Regions from separate parts of the Mus musculus genome. Here region 1 is linked to region 2. The links are chromatin contacts, called in public promoter capture Hi-C maps. All regions are on one chromosome and are shown on one strand. The core of a region is the stretch at or near the end of the contact, and the rest is flanking DNA. Distances in the headings are between cores, read along the strand shown. Region 1 holds the start of Ficd (FIC domain containing). Region 2 overlaps Wscd2 (WSC domain containing 2).

What was found. Promoter capture Hi-C pulls out the DNA fragments that hold promoters and counts their contacts.
Region 1: a promoter capture Hi-C map of hippocampal neurons shows a contact between it and region 2, with 5 times the contacts expected there. The contact joins the promoter of Ficd here to the enhancer-like site in region 2. A contact is called at or near these places in 3 of 39 promoter capture datasets (embryonic stem cells and hippocampal neurons), 1 of 15 datasets of contacts at CTCF or cohesin (embryonic stem cells), 2 of 484 Hi-C or Micro-C datasets (bone marrow-derived macrophages and embryonic fibroblasts) and 5 of 115 datasets of contacts at active chromatin or transcription factors (cardiomyocytes, embryonic basal ganglia, embryonic midbrain and 2 more).

Annotation. Positions count from the first base shown.
Region 1 is chr5:113,734,481-113,741,411 of GRCm38.p6, forward strand. Ficd (FIC domain containing) reads left to right here and starts at 1,302. Exons shown (of 3, transcript NM_001010825.3): 1 at 1,302-1,569; 2 at 2,341-2,692; 3 at 3,587-6,127. The coding sequence starts at 2,392. The coding sequence ends at 4,662.
Region 2 is chr5:113,510,718-113,517,371 of GRCm38.p6, forward strand. All of the region lies in intron 1 of Wscd2 (WSC domain containing 2), which reads left to right. Gm52822 (a long non-coding RNA gene) reads right to left here. Exons shown (of 3, transcript XR_003955974.1): 3 at 4,036-6,654. Among named protein-coding and RNA genes, the nearest start is that of Wscd2, 24 kb to the left of the region's middle. Within about 2 kb of position 3,139, at least 9 of the 459 cell types and tissues checked have an H3K27ac peak or open chromatin away from gene starts, as enhancers often do. A contact at or near this core is called in hippocampal neurons, where this site is marked.

The sequences.
Region 1 (6,931 bases), core at 52-2,551, 220 kb after region 2:
TGTTTCCATAAGATCCAACTGTAGGGCATTTTCTTAATTAATGATTGATGGGGGAAGGCCCCGCCCATTGTGGGTGGAGCCATCCCTGGGCTGGTCAGGGGGTTCTATAAGAAAGCAGGCTGAAACCGGATTTGGTGGTATATGCCTCTAATCCCAGCACTCAGAAGGCAGAGGCAGAGGCGGGAGGTTGGGGCTAGCCTGGCCTATACAGTGAGTCCCAGACCAATTTAAGCTACCTGCAGGTGACAGATCAGTAAAGTAGATTGACACCACCAAGTCAGTCTGCTAGTGGCAGAGCTGGGATGCGAACCCAGGGCTGTGTGGCTCCATGAAAAGAGTCCCAAATCCAGAACCTGAGGGCTAAGGCAGGTAGGAGCCAAACTTGGTGACCTGCGTTCAATCCACAAACCCATATGGTAGAAGGAGAAAGCCCAGGTTTGCAAACTGATCTCTGTGCACGTGCGCGCACACGAACTTTTTTTTTTTTTTTTAATTAAGAGATGTGAGCTGTTGTCCCATTCTGCCGTTGAGAAAACTGATCCAAGATCACAAGAGACTGAGGGCAAAAATCTGAATCTGTGGGCCGTCTGACTCCAGAGTGTGCCCAGTAACCTCTCAAAGCAGGCCCTGGGAGCTTCCGGTTCAATATTTGTGGGTTGAGATGGGAGCCCTGCCCTCTGCACCAAAGAAAACTTAATTTGGTAAACAAAAAGCCATAGCCAGCCGCTCCAGAGAATGCAAACTAAAAAAGGTCAGGAGGGCATGTTGGCTCAAAATGACCCGGGTTGAATACTAAGCCAGCTCGGGCTACACAGTAAGTCCCGACCAACCTGGGCTACACCGTGAATTAATTCCTAGCCAGGCCTGGTCTACACGGTGCGAAGCCATCTCAAAAACAAAAGTAGATTAGAGAGGACAAGAAAGGGGGTAAAGAAAAGGGACAAACGGTGAAACCGGGACTAAGAAGTGGGAAACGTTTGGTGATGTGGCTACTGCCATTGCACACCAGAGAAACTGAAGCACACAGAGCCTAGGTGGAGGCCCAGGAAGGTAGCAGATGCTGGGACGGGAAAACAGGACGCAAATGCTCGCCCTAGCCGGTGGCCTCGACCCCGCCCCATGCACACAAGCGACAGCCAATGGAAGCGGCACACGGCGCGCCTTTCCCGGGGGGATGCTCTAGCTAGCTCTAGAACCCGGAAGCGCGGCGGATGGACAAGTCGAGACAGCCAATCCGCCGCGGCAAGGGCGGCCGTCCGTCCAATGGCGAGGCGACGGGAGCGGGGCGAGGTGGTGGGGGCGGGGCCTGCGACCGCGGCTGCGGGGAACGGCCGCGCGGGTTTGGATGCTGGAGGCGGGCACGAGCCCTGGGCCGGTTCGTAGCGGGAGCTCGCGGCAGCCTCATTCCACCCCCCACCCCACCCCCCGCTTCGGGAGTAAGCCGAAGTCTGCTGGGCTCGAGCCGCTGCACAGGCCGCGCGAAGTGATGACGTGGCGGGTCAGGCCCCGGAGCTCCGGCGCCGCCTGTCAGAACGGCGTCATCCCTCATCTGTAAACCGGGAGCTACAGGTAGCTTGCTCGCTCTTCGCAAGGGGGCTGACAGCGTGCAAGGCTGGCCGGCAGCGCAGTGTCCGGCACACCATAGTTGCCCAATAAATGCTTATTGTTGGCAAGATGGCATTTGCATACCTGATCCCTCGCTCCCCCCCCCCATCCCCCGCCAGCCCCCAAGCTTGTGTTCGCCCTCGCTGAGGTAGGGCATCATCACCCACTGTTGTTGGCCAGGCCTTGGGTTTCCCTGTCTATGATGGACAAGCCAGGGAAGGAAGGGCAGAAGGGACACAACATTGGTCACCGAGGCTGTCGGTATTCATATGGTAACATCAGGACACCAGACATTTGTCCTTATCGAAGATTGTGGTGTGTGTCCAGGGGCGTATGCAGGAGTTACAGCCCAAACACTAGGTGTCCTGTGGCAATAGTCGCTTGTGGTGGACTAGTGGACTAAGAGGGGGGCTGAAAAGTCCCCGACTTCACTTTTCTGAGTTCTGATTGCATCTCCTCTGGGGAGGGCGGTGTGGAAACATCACCTCCTGGGGTTGTAGGCTGAGATTATGAAAGTTAATATATATAAATGCATTAGAGTCCTATCACTCTACCCCGGAGGAGCTATGGGTTAGGATGAATCTTCCCAGGCTGGCCCTGCACCATGAGACCCCTCCCCCATTTCCGTGGTCCCTAATGAATTAGAAAGTGTGACGATTCTGTGTCTGGTCTCTCCATCTGGGAACGGGTCCACTCCCACTGCCTCATTCTTTTACAATGCTTGGTTCCTTGCAGGGTCCAGCTTTTCCTCTGTGTCGAGTGCTCTGGGCCCAGCCCTCAGTCCAGATGATACTCATGCCAATGGCGTCGGTGGTGGCAGTGGCCGAACCCAAATGGGTCTCCGTCTGGGGCCGTTTCCTGTGGATGGCGCTGCTGAGCATGGCTCTGGGGTCGCTGCTGGCTCTGCTGCTGCCGCTGGGAGTTGTGGAAGAGCATTGCCTGGCTGTGCTCAGAGGTTTCCACCTGCTCAGGAGCAAACTGGACAGGGCACAGCCTGTGGTCCCCAAGTGCACCAGCCTATGCACAGAGCTCAGTGTCTCCTCCAGGGATGCAGGGCTGCTGACAGTCAAGACTACGGCGTCTCCAGGTGAGTGTGCTGGCCAACTTGGTTGGCCTTGTCAGTTTGTGTGTGTGTAAGCATGAGGGCGTCCCAGTGAATGAGACAGTCCGGAACTCCAGTCTGATGAGTGACTGAGAACGGGTGTCCCAGCATTTGGAGGGAGACACACAAAGGGTGGGCCCTGAGCTGCACCTCAGATCTACATGGGGGTGGTTCAAGGAAGAGCACCTGAGAACAGTGCTCCCTCTGGCCAGAAACCACTGGGGATGGGACTGGAGAGCGGTCCAGGAACTCAGGGAAGCTGAGTGTGGGTGGGTGCTCACCCTCGAAGCACAGAGCTCAGTGCAAAGCATGCCCCGTGTGCACAGTGAGTGTTACAGCAGCCTACCTGGATGCCAGCGGCACACTGTCCCCAGGGGTGACAACCACACATCACCACAATGGAATCACATCATTAGAAGCAGGGGCATAGCTCTGATAGCACCTGTCTGGTATGCATGCACAAGGGCCCAGGGTTCCAGTCCCCAGCACTGCCAGAAAACAGAAATTGTCCAGGCATGGGAAGGGCCAGGGATAGCTGAGGGCGAGGTGTTGGCACCCCCAGGCCTGAAGGAGAGGGTCTCAAGAGATAAGAGCCACCTGTCCACAGGGAAGGTGGGCCACCCAGTGCAGCCATACTGTAGGGCAAGCACAGGGATAGCAAATGCCCAGACTGTCTACGCCCGGGCAGAAGATAGTTGGCAGGGGACCTCCCAATGTAGAGTGGCCTAGGACACAGGACAGCAACCAGCATTCCAGCTGTGGAGAGCAGCAGTAGTCGGGGCCTGAGTCACAGAAGCCACATGGCTATGGTAGTGTCCCTGGGAGGCCTGTACAGGGACAGCCCACCCTGCTCATCAGGCCTCTCTGGCTCTCTTCCAGCAGGGAAGCTGGAAGCCAAGGCCGCCCTAAACCAAGCCCTGGAGATGAAGCGTCAAGGCAAGAGAGGGAAAGCCCACAAGCTCTTCCTGCACGCCCTCAAGATGGACCCCGGCTTTGTAGACGCACTGAATGAGTTCGGCATCTTCTCCGAAGAAGACAAGGACATCATCCAGGCTGACTACTTATACACCAGGGCCCTGACCATCTCGCCCTTCCACGAGAAAGCCCTGGTCAACCGGGATCGGACACTGCCCCTCGTGGAGGAAATCGACCAGAGGTACTTCAGCGTCATCGACAGCAAAGTGAAGAAGGTCATGTCCATCCCAAAGGGGAGCTCAGCGCTGCGCAGGGTCATGGAGGAGACCTACTACCACCACATCTACCACACGGTGGCCATCGAGGGCAACACCCTCACCCTCTCGGAGATCAGGCACATCCTGGAGACCCGCTACGCCGTGCCAGGGAAGAGCCTGGAAGAGCAGAACGAGGTGATCGGCATGCACGCGGCCATGAAGTACATCAACACCACCCTGGTCTCCCGCATCGGGTCTGTCACCATGGACGACATGCTGGAGATCCACAGGAGGGTACTGGGGTATGTGGATCCAGTGGAGGCGGGCAGGTTCCGGAGGACCCAGGTCCTGGTGGGCCACCACATCCCACCCCACCCCCGGGATGTGGAGAAGCAGATGCAGGAGTTCACACAGTGGCTCAATTCAGAGGACGCCATGAACCTGCACCCAGTCGAGTTCGCGGCCCTGGCCCATTACAAACTGGTGTACATCCACCCTTTCATCGACGGCAACGGGAGGACCTCCCGTCTGCTGATGAACCTGATTTTGATGCAGGCGGGATACCCGCCCATCACCATCCGCAAGGAGCAGAGGTCCGAGTACTACCATGTACTGGAAGTCGCCAACGAGGGTGACGTGCGGCCTTTCATCCGCTTCATAGCCAAGTGTACGGAGGTCACACTGGACACGTTGCTCCTTGCCACCACCGAGTACTCGGTGGCACTGCCAGAAGCCCAGCCCAACCATTCTGGGTTCAAGGAGACGCTCCCTGTGAGGCCCTAACCGCCAGCCCTCCCTTGGCATCCAGAGAAGGCCTTTCTAGAAACAGTTCTCCCCTGGTAGCAAAAGGAAACCCTTAAACATTCTTTACCTCCAGATGTTTTTCAGTTGAGAAAGAAAACTAAATTATTAAGCCTGTCTTCAGGATAATTTATAGTTCAGCCAAGTTATTTATTTAATTTTTTTTTCTTACTTTTTTGGTGAGCTAGCAGCGACCGAGTGGTGCTGCGACCACAACACCTGTGGTGATCCCGGAACCCAGTAGGGCAGCAGTGCTTTTCTAATGTCCTGAGCCTGGGTGTCTAGACAGACTTTGCACGAAGGGCAGAGGCAGAGAGATCTGTGAGACGGAACTCAGGGCCACGGTGATCACTCGGGTGCCTTGGAGGTCCTGAGACCTCAGAAGGCTGCAACCTTGGGCAGAACCTGCCCTGTGCTAAGGTGGGGTTTTATTCCTGAGAGGCTGTGGCAGCAGCTTCTACTGGCAGCCCAGCCCTTTGCCAGTAGGAGGTTGCAGATTTCCGAAGACCCTCTGAGCTATTAACTTGCTAACCTGAGTGGCAGGGGATAGCGCTTCCCTGCCCAGACTGTTCTAAGGGTGGAGGGCAGGCAGAAGGGCTTTCCCTTATCTTTGCCCTATACTTCACTTGCATCAACTGAGGCTAGCCAAGCCAACCTACCCCCTCACTCCACAGAGCAGGTCTGCCTTCACCTCCCACTCAGTCTTCTGAGGACACGGGAGGTGACGCTTGGCGGGAGAATACTACCCAGCATGCACCACACACAAGGCACCTGCCCTAACATTACAAAAGGGTGTATCTGAGAAACCGCATCAACCCCAAATAAGCAGTTCTGATAAAAGACTGAAAACGGGCAAACACCTGTGACCACGACCCAGCCTTTCCCCCTTTGTCTTATGCTTTGAAACCCTCTTCCCATCTGATGCCATCACAGGGTCCAGTGTCCCCACTGCCTTGGAGTGGCCTTCTTCTAGTAACTTGTAAAGTGATGGATGGTGTCACATCTGATAGATACATTTCCAAGTTGTCATCTTAGGAAAAATAAACTTTTTTTCAATCATATTTATGGCTAATGCCGATTTGACTGCTGCTATTTAGAGTCATAATGGCTACGTCACTGGATTTTGTTCTGAGACAGCCTACAGTGTCCCAGCGCACTGCACTTTTTGTTTGAATTGGAAACTCATACCAGCCACCAAACGATGGTATCCAGCGTTTAGAAAGATACTCTGACAGTTTTCTGACAGACTGAGAAAAAAAACAGATGTGTGCGTGCAGCACCGTCAACAGCTCTGCAGGACGCGGCCCCCAGCTCCTGGCTCTTCTCTGCACACCAAGTCTCATGGGAGGCTCACTTTGTCCTGTAGTGAGAACCTGCACTTTAGCTACATGTGGAAAATATTATTTTAACAAATTCCTGGTTCTAATAAAGTATTTTATTACAAACATTGCGTTGTCTCATCCAGGACTTCCACCACCATGCATCCTGTTCTGAAACCATATTCCAGAGCAGCTCAGAAACTGCCTTCCTGGCTTCACCCACTGAGTTTTCATGTGCCTGTTGTGTGTAGCATAAACAAGACATCAAGCCAGCTCAGAGTGGTTGGTTCTCCATCCACCACGAGGATCAGAGCTTTTCCTGGCTGGTAGGGTTTCAAGAGACACCCGCCCCTGCTTTGTCATTGTGTGTGCCCCAAGTTAAATTTACAAAGTTTTCCCCCACATTTAAAATGATTCGGTGGCCCTTGCTGGCGTGTGGAAAGGCTCAGCTGTGTCATGATGCTGTGGAGAGCAGGAAGTCACACTTGGGCACTGGCCACCAGTAAGAGAACCAGGTAGGTTCTCTAACACGAGCAGGGAAGTCACTGGAACCCAGGGAGATTAGCTCAGGGCCATTCTTCCTAGTAAACGCCCAGGCGCACCCTTGGAGCGGTCTCTTAGGCTCCCTCACAGACTCAGGAGGAGGCCATGCCATAGGGAGGTGCCTGGGATTCACAGCTGTCATCTAATATAAGGTCTTTGTGTGTTATGTAATAAAGATGGGGAGAATCTGCACTTTGAAAATGATAACATTTATAGGAAGGGTAAACTAACGTTTACCGTGTGAGACACTGCTGTGGGCTGACTGAGGTGTACGCCGTGTCTGGAAAGGAGCAGTGGGTAGACGGCAAGGAGCGGGAAGGAAGGAGGAGCGGGAAGGGAGGAGCGGGAGCTGAATGTTGAGAGCTCCAGGACACACAGTCACAACCACA
Region 2 (6,654 bases), core at 1,889-4,388:
CGGTTTCCCCATGGGCAGTCGATAGGGACATGGCCAAGGAATGACAAAGTTGGAGCCCTGTCCAGCTCCAGGCAAGGCTCCAACCTGAGCAGGGCAGGGTGGAGAGGCAGGAGAACAAGGGCCCAGTGTGTACCTGGCTCGCTCAGAGACTTGAATACAAGAGTGCCATGCTCCACAGCCTCCAGCCGGGCTCCCGGGGTGATCAGAAAGCCACTAAGTGGCCAGAGGCTGAAGCCTGACAGCCACGACGCTGCAGAGTGACCCGGGGTGGACCGTGTGCAGAACGGGCCAAGGAGTAAGAAGGATGTGCCCTGTGGCTGATGGAATTGGCCTCAGGGCAAAGAGGACACCCAAGACTTATCCAGGTATCCATGGAAACCCAAAGGTGGAGACTTGAGCTTCCTTTCCCTGGCTGTGACTGTGAGTGGCCCTGGAGACAGCTGGGGTGTAAGACACGGGTGGCTGGAAGTATAACATCTAGCGGTGTGAGGTGAGGAGTGCCGCATCTGTGTGAGGTGGGTTCCTGACAGACCTCAGCTGTGTCACAGCCTGTGACACACTCGAGAATTTGCTAGCTTAGCGCCTCTGACAGGCAACTTAATTCCTGTGCCTCAGTTTCCCCATATTGTAAAGGGAATCTGCGCAAGTGTTCACCCCAGAGGATTGTTCTGAAAAATCTTGAGAAATGAACACAGGACAGGTCTAGAGGAGAGCTAACTCTGCTATGGTGTAAGAGAAGCAGGGGCTTTCTGACTTTGTCTTAAGAAGCTCCATCTTGGTGTGTGTCAGCGAGCAACTCAAGTTGAGGACACAGGCTGTGGTGACCACAGCCTGAGTCCCCGGGCTCCTCTCTCGCAACATCCCAGGTAGAACTGAGGTAGCAATACCTCTGCCCTTTTTGTTCTTGACCTCACACAAGAGACTGTGAGTTTTGGGGTATGTTTGGAGGATCTGTTTTCGGGGGGGGGGGTGCTAGCACAGCAGCTGAGAGCTTGCATGGAGGGTAGAGATATTGCAAGGACTGGCCCAGCATCCCAGAGTCAGACACAGGGAGGGGGGAGGGGCAGGAGGGGTTGCTGCTTTTTCCATTCTAAGCTTGCCAAGTCAAAGGGCAAACGTGGGGGGAAAGGACCCTGTGCCTTGGTAGAAGGGCTTGGCTGAGCCCAGTGGCCCTACAGAGAGTGGAGCTGGGTGGGGGTGGGGGTGGGGGTGGGGGCGAGCCAAGTCCTGAGCTTCTTCAAGCTACCCTGGGGGAGCACTAGAGATGTGGGGAGCACTTGAGATGTGGGGAGCACTGGAGATGTGGGGCGTACAAGAGCCATGGAGAGTAGGGAACACGCTGCTGTGGTCCCCACAGACCACCCCAGGCAGACAGCAGGACAGAGGACAAGAGATAGTCTGTGAGACTGGCCAAAGTTACAAGCCTGAGAAAGGATGTGAGGGCTCCTGTCTGTACCCTGCATGCGGCAGCGGCTGTCCTCATCCAGGTACAGCCAGGACATGGACGGCAGGTGGGCCAGAGGCCTTGAAGTACTGAGTGTTCCCCGAGAGTACTGGCGGTGTGTCCCTCTCAGCAGCCATCTCCCACTCTGCCTTAGAACAGCCACAGGGACGAATGTGCCCTAAGGCCAAAATGGAACCTGTTCGGCTAACATCAAGTTCTGGGTCACATCAACACGCTGGAGACACTCAAAGCATTGGGTGTTCTCCATCCTCACGAAGCTGCCCACATTCCTGGGCCTGCTGCCCCTTCCTTGTCCAGAGCTGGCACCCGCCACACCCAGGTCTCAGGTCATCCTCGTCCTCGACGCTGGTGTCCTTGCCTGCCTCTCTCTCTCTTGTGGTGCCATCCTGTCGCCCACGTGACCCAGACCAACCAGCTTCTCATCTCAAGGCCTACCAATCACATCACAGTCCTAGGATGGGAACTAGGATGTGGGCGTGTGCGCCCCCCCCCCCAATAAGAAGCACTGGTATGCTCTCTGGAGGGAGGAGACTTCCAGTGTGCAGTACCAGCGTGCTCCCCCTGCTGCAGGAGGAGGGAGGCCCTGCAGGGGTCCTGTTTGATGTCCCACCCCCTGCCTCATCTGCTCAGTAGGCCTCAGCCAAAACTCATTACTTTCCAGGCCTCAGTTTCCCCGTTTGCATAAGGACAGTTCTGGCATTCACTCTAGTGCACATGTGACTTGCGACTTCGCTGGTAGCTTGTTAGGACCGGGCTCAGAGGGTAGTGACAGCCTTGGAAGATAGCCAATATGCAGGGCTCGCCTCACCCCCTAACCAGAGCTACCCGTGGATCTCGTTGCTCCTCACACACATCGTGGCTTTCAGGGAGGAGCTGGGTTTTATTCAGGGTTTTAATCAGCCTTGTAGCCATGTGCCAATCTCCAATCTTACAACAAGGACTTAGTTATGATCTGGTTGTTGAGTGAGTGACTGATCGGGCAAAGAACGGATGATATAATTCCCCTGATAATCCAGGAGGTTGATGCTCGGGAAACGCCAACCCCCATCACCCTGGATCTCTCAGCAAACTTGTGAGCCAGATAGAGCTGGATTCGAATCTCAGCCCTACCATTTATGAGCTGTGTGGCCTTGAGCTGGTTGCTTCGCCTCTTTGAGCGTTAGGTGTCTTATGTGTTCACTGGAGATGACAAAAATACTGACTTGAGAAGTGTTTGGTTAGGCTTAAATGAGATGAGACATGCGAATTGTTTGTTTAAGAATTGTTGTGAGATGATACATGTGAAGTGGTTGGTTCTGTTTAAATGAGATGATGCATACGAAGTGTTTAGGTTTAAATGAGATGATACATGTGAAGTGTTTGGTCAGGCTTACGTGAGGTTATCCATGCAAAGACCAGTACCTGACACAGAGCTGCACAAGTATTCGTTAGATGTGCTTTTATTGTTATTATTGGCCCTTCACCCCCATTGACCAAGGAGGCCATTCTGGAGGTGTGTGGGGAACTGTCATGGACGCCTGTATGAAGCAGTTCCCCCCCCCCCACACACACACACACAGGCCCCATTCTGTCCCAGCTGAATTTCCTTTCTGTAGCAGCTCAACTGCTCAGACGCCGCACATTGAAAGTGTTTTCCCGAAGGCTCGCCAAAACTAAAAATTTCGTGTGAGCAGAAAATAGTCTTTTTTTTTTTTTAATTTGGTTTTGCATCGTGTGGTAGTCAGATGGGAAGAAAAGAGAGCTAGACGTGTTGGTTTGCCAAGGAGAGGAGGGGGCTGGGCTGAGAAGCTTGGGGGAGGGGCACCTCCCCTCCCATGTGCCTCTTGACCATGGGGTCACCTGGAAGGAACACACTGAGTGGTTCTCCTGTGGGTGACAGAAAACCCCAGCTTAGCCTATGGCAGTAGTGAGGCCAAGAACACCCACAGTGTTTCTAAAGAGGCTTGGAGGACAGTCCCATCTCTTATCTGCTCACTTCCCTGTGAGCTGGACCCCGCACTTTCAGGAATGGCATGTGGTGGCTGGGTTTCAGAGGAGCCTTTTGAAGAACCGGTTGGAACCTGGCCCAGTCTCTGTAGGAAGCAGGACTGCACAGAGGCAGACGGGCGTGGGTGTGTAAGGTGTGTGGAATCCATCCCAACCCCCAAATGCAGCTGTCCCTCAGGCCCCAGGATTTCTGAACACACACATACACACACACACACACACACACACACCTCAAACCCAACATGGAATCCTCGCAGAAGATGCTTAATTCTCCCTCCTGTGGGTGCGGTAAGGTGTCCCTAGGGACACACCTGTCCACAGGGTCCTCAGCACCCACAACTCCATCTCTGTGAGGCAGGGGACCTTCTGCATAGCTGGTGTTTGTTGGGGGCACTAAGCGTCTGATATCCCTCCAGGCGCTGTGGGAGTTTGAACAATCATATCTTCCCCTTGCCCCTCCCGCATGAGACCCTCCTCCTGGAGAGTGAGTTAGCAAATGGAGAAGAGGCTGGTGTCCTGGTTGTTTTTTTTTTTTTTTTTTTTTTTTTTTTTTTGTCAACTTGACACAAGCTAGGGTCATCCGGGGAGAGAAGCCTCGATAGAGAAAATATCAGGTTGGCCTGTGCAGAAGTCTGTAGGGTGTTTTCTTGGTTGATGATTGACTGTTGGTGTGGGTGGGCGTGGTGCCCCACCCACCCCGCCCACTGTGGGTGGAGCATCCCTGGGCTGGTAGCCCTGGGTTCTATAAGAAAGCAGGCTGAGCAAGCCAGTAAGCAGCATCCCTCCATGGCCTCTGCATCAGCTCCTGCCTCCAGGTTCCTGTCCTGATCTGTTTGCTTTTGGTCATGGTCTTTATCATAGCAATGGACAGAGTGTGGCCTTGCTGTAGCGGCTCCTTCTGGCTTACTCGGGGTGTTTATCATTTTCTGCACAGGGCTAGACTTGACTTTGGGGAAAGCTTTCTGTCTAGAAAAAAAAAAGTGAGCAGAAAGTAGAGCATTCCTGCTGGGCTTCAGGTCCTCGGGAATCCTATTGGAGCAGCTTAGTGGCGATGTATGTATTACTGAGGCCTGTGGCTGGCTGAGGGCTCCCTCTTGTACAGTCTTCAATGGTGACAACTGCCAGGCACAATAAAGAACTCACTCCGTTCCTCAGACTCTGTCCCCATTGTTCATCCCCTTGCTGTGTGAGCCCCTTGCAACCACAGAGATTTCTCCCATCTACATAGTGTACCTTTGATTTCTTTAAAAATGTTTATTTATTTATTATATATAAGTACACTGTAGCTGTCTTCTAACACTTTTTCTTCTCTCTCTGGCCCCTATTGTTTCCACCCAAAGATAGATAGATAGATTTATTTATTTATTTATCTATTTATTATATGTAAGTACACTGTAGCTGTCTTCAGACACACCAGAAGAGTGTGTCAGATCTCATTACAGGTGGTTGTGAGCCACTATGTGGTTGCAAAGTTGGAACTCAGGACCTCTGGAAGAGCAGTCAGTCCTCTTACCGGCTAAGCCATCTCTCCAGCCCCTGAAGGTCATTCTTGTTTCTGCCTAAATGTCATAGTCTGGCCACCTGCTTGAAATTATAAAGAGTGACAGATATGGGGGGGGGCTATCATAGGAGCAAATCCCCTGGAATTCAGGGGCAGCTCATTTGAGGTCACTCAACCACCCAGCCATGGTGCTATCCTGGACTCCCCTGGGCTCTCTGACCAGCTGTGCTCTGGCTTCCAAGGCTGCCTGCCCCCAAACCCCTCCTGAGGCTGCTGTGCTCTGGGTCAATAATTTATGCTAACACTGCGCCTCACCCCACTGACCCCCTTCTTGGAGTAAGGCAGAGAACTGGACACCCAGAGATTAAATTGCACACCTTAGGGCACTAGTGCCCCGGGGGAGGGAGCAGGGTGCTCCAGGCCAGAGCACAAAGGCAGTAGCCCTTCAAGGAGCTGCTGGATCGTTGGACTCGGGCTCTTCCTCTGTCCTGACTGACACTGTTGTTTAACCCACATAGTTACTGAATATCTGTGAGCTTAGATCTGGAGATGGCACCCATCCTGCCTGTGGGGACACCAGGCAGCAACTGACTTTCCTTCCTTGCATTTTTGTGTCTCACCTGCAAGCTGCCCTGACCCTCTGCCAGCCCCTGCTGTTGTGTTCTGTGCAGTGCCACCAACCTTCCTCCTGAGCCTCCCGGGCATGAGATCACACCTCGACAGGCTGTGTGGGGGACAAGTGAAGCCCTCCAGGCTAAATGTTGTCTGTAACTTTACACCATTCAGGGTGGTTTTCCCAGTGGGTTCTCTTCTCTAGATTCCCCCATTCAGCCCTTCTGTATCTCTGGCTTTGTGATGATCCCAGCCGGGTCCTATTAACTCTTTTGGTCCTCATACCCTGTTGGGAAAGAACCCACGCTTGTCTTGAAAAAGTCAGATATAGATGGGCGTGGCTAAGCACAAGCTCCCCACACGAAGCTGCCTCTGCCCAGTGCAGCCCCAATGGAACAGGTTTCTGTTGTACCGTCTCTGCTCCCCGCCTCCACCAGTCCACAAGAGAGTAAGCGCTCAGCAAACACTGAGCCACAATGCTCCCACCACTAGGGTCACATGAACGGCAGGACTCGGTCTCCAGGCCCGGAGGGTCCCTGAAGCATCCCTCAATGGGAAAGGCAGCTGTGGGAGGTGGGCCTGTTGACAATGCGGGCTTTTCTCCCTGGTGACATTTTTTCCAGCATAAAACCACCCCGGGCTAGAGACACAGTCCAAGGACTTGGCACCGCTGGGTCTGTTATTGACAGCACAGGCCTCTGGGGTTCCTCATGTGCTCGGATAAAGACATTTGCCCAGCCGGACTCGGCCGGCTGTGTGAGAGCTGAGGCCTGCTCCTTTCAGCTTCAGATTTAACCTTGTGGCTTGGCTGGTCTGGATAAAGACTTGCTATCGGGGAGCCCTCTGAACTGAACGTGAGTGTGAGCTGCTTCCAGGACGCAAAATGACAGTGAGTCCTGATGGTGTGTGGCGGGGAATGGGAACAGTGCTGCTGGAGTGGGCGGGGCTGGAGTGGAGTGGGCGGGGCTGGGACTCTGCAGAGCCCAGTGGCTGGACAGACAGAGCTGCTTCTGGATCGCAGCCCTCTGTGGTTATGTGTGATATGAGACAGACATGGTGTGATGTGACTGTTGGGATGTGGCATGATATG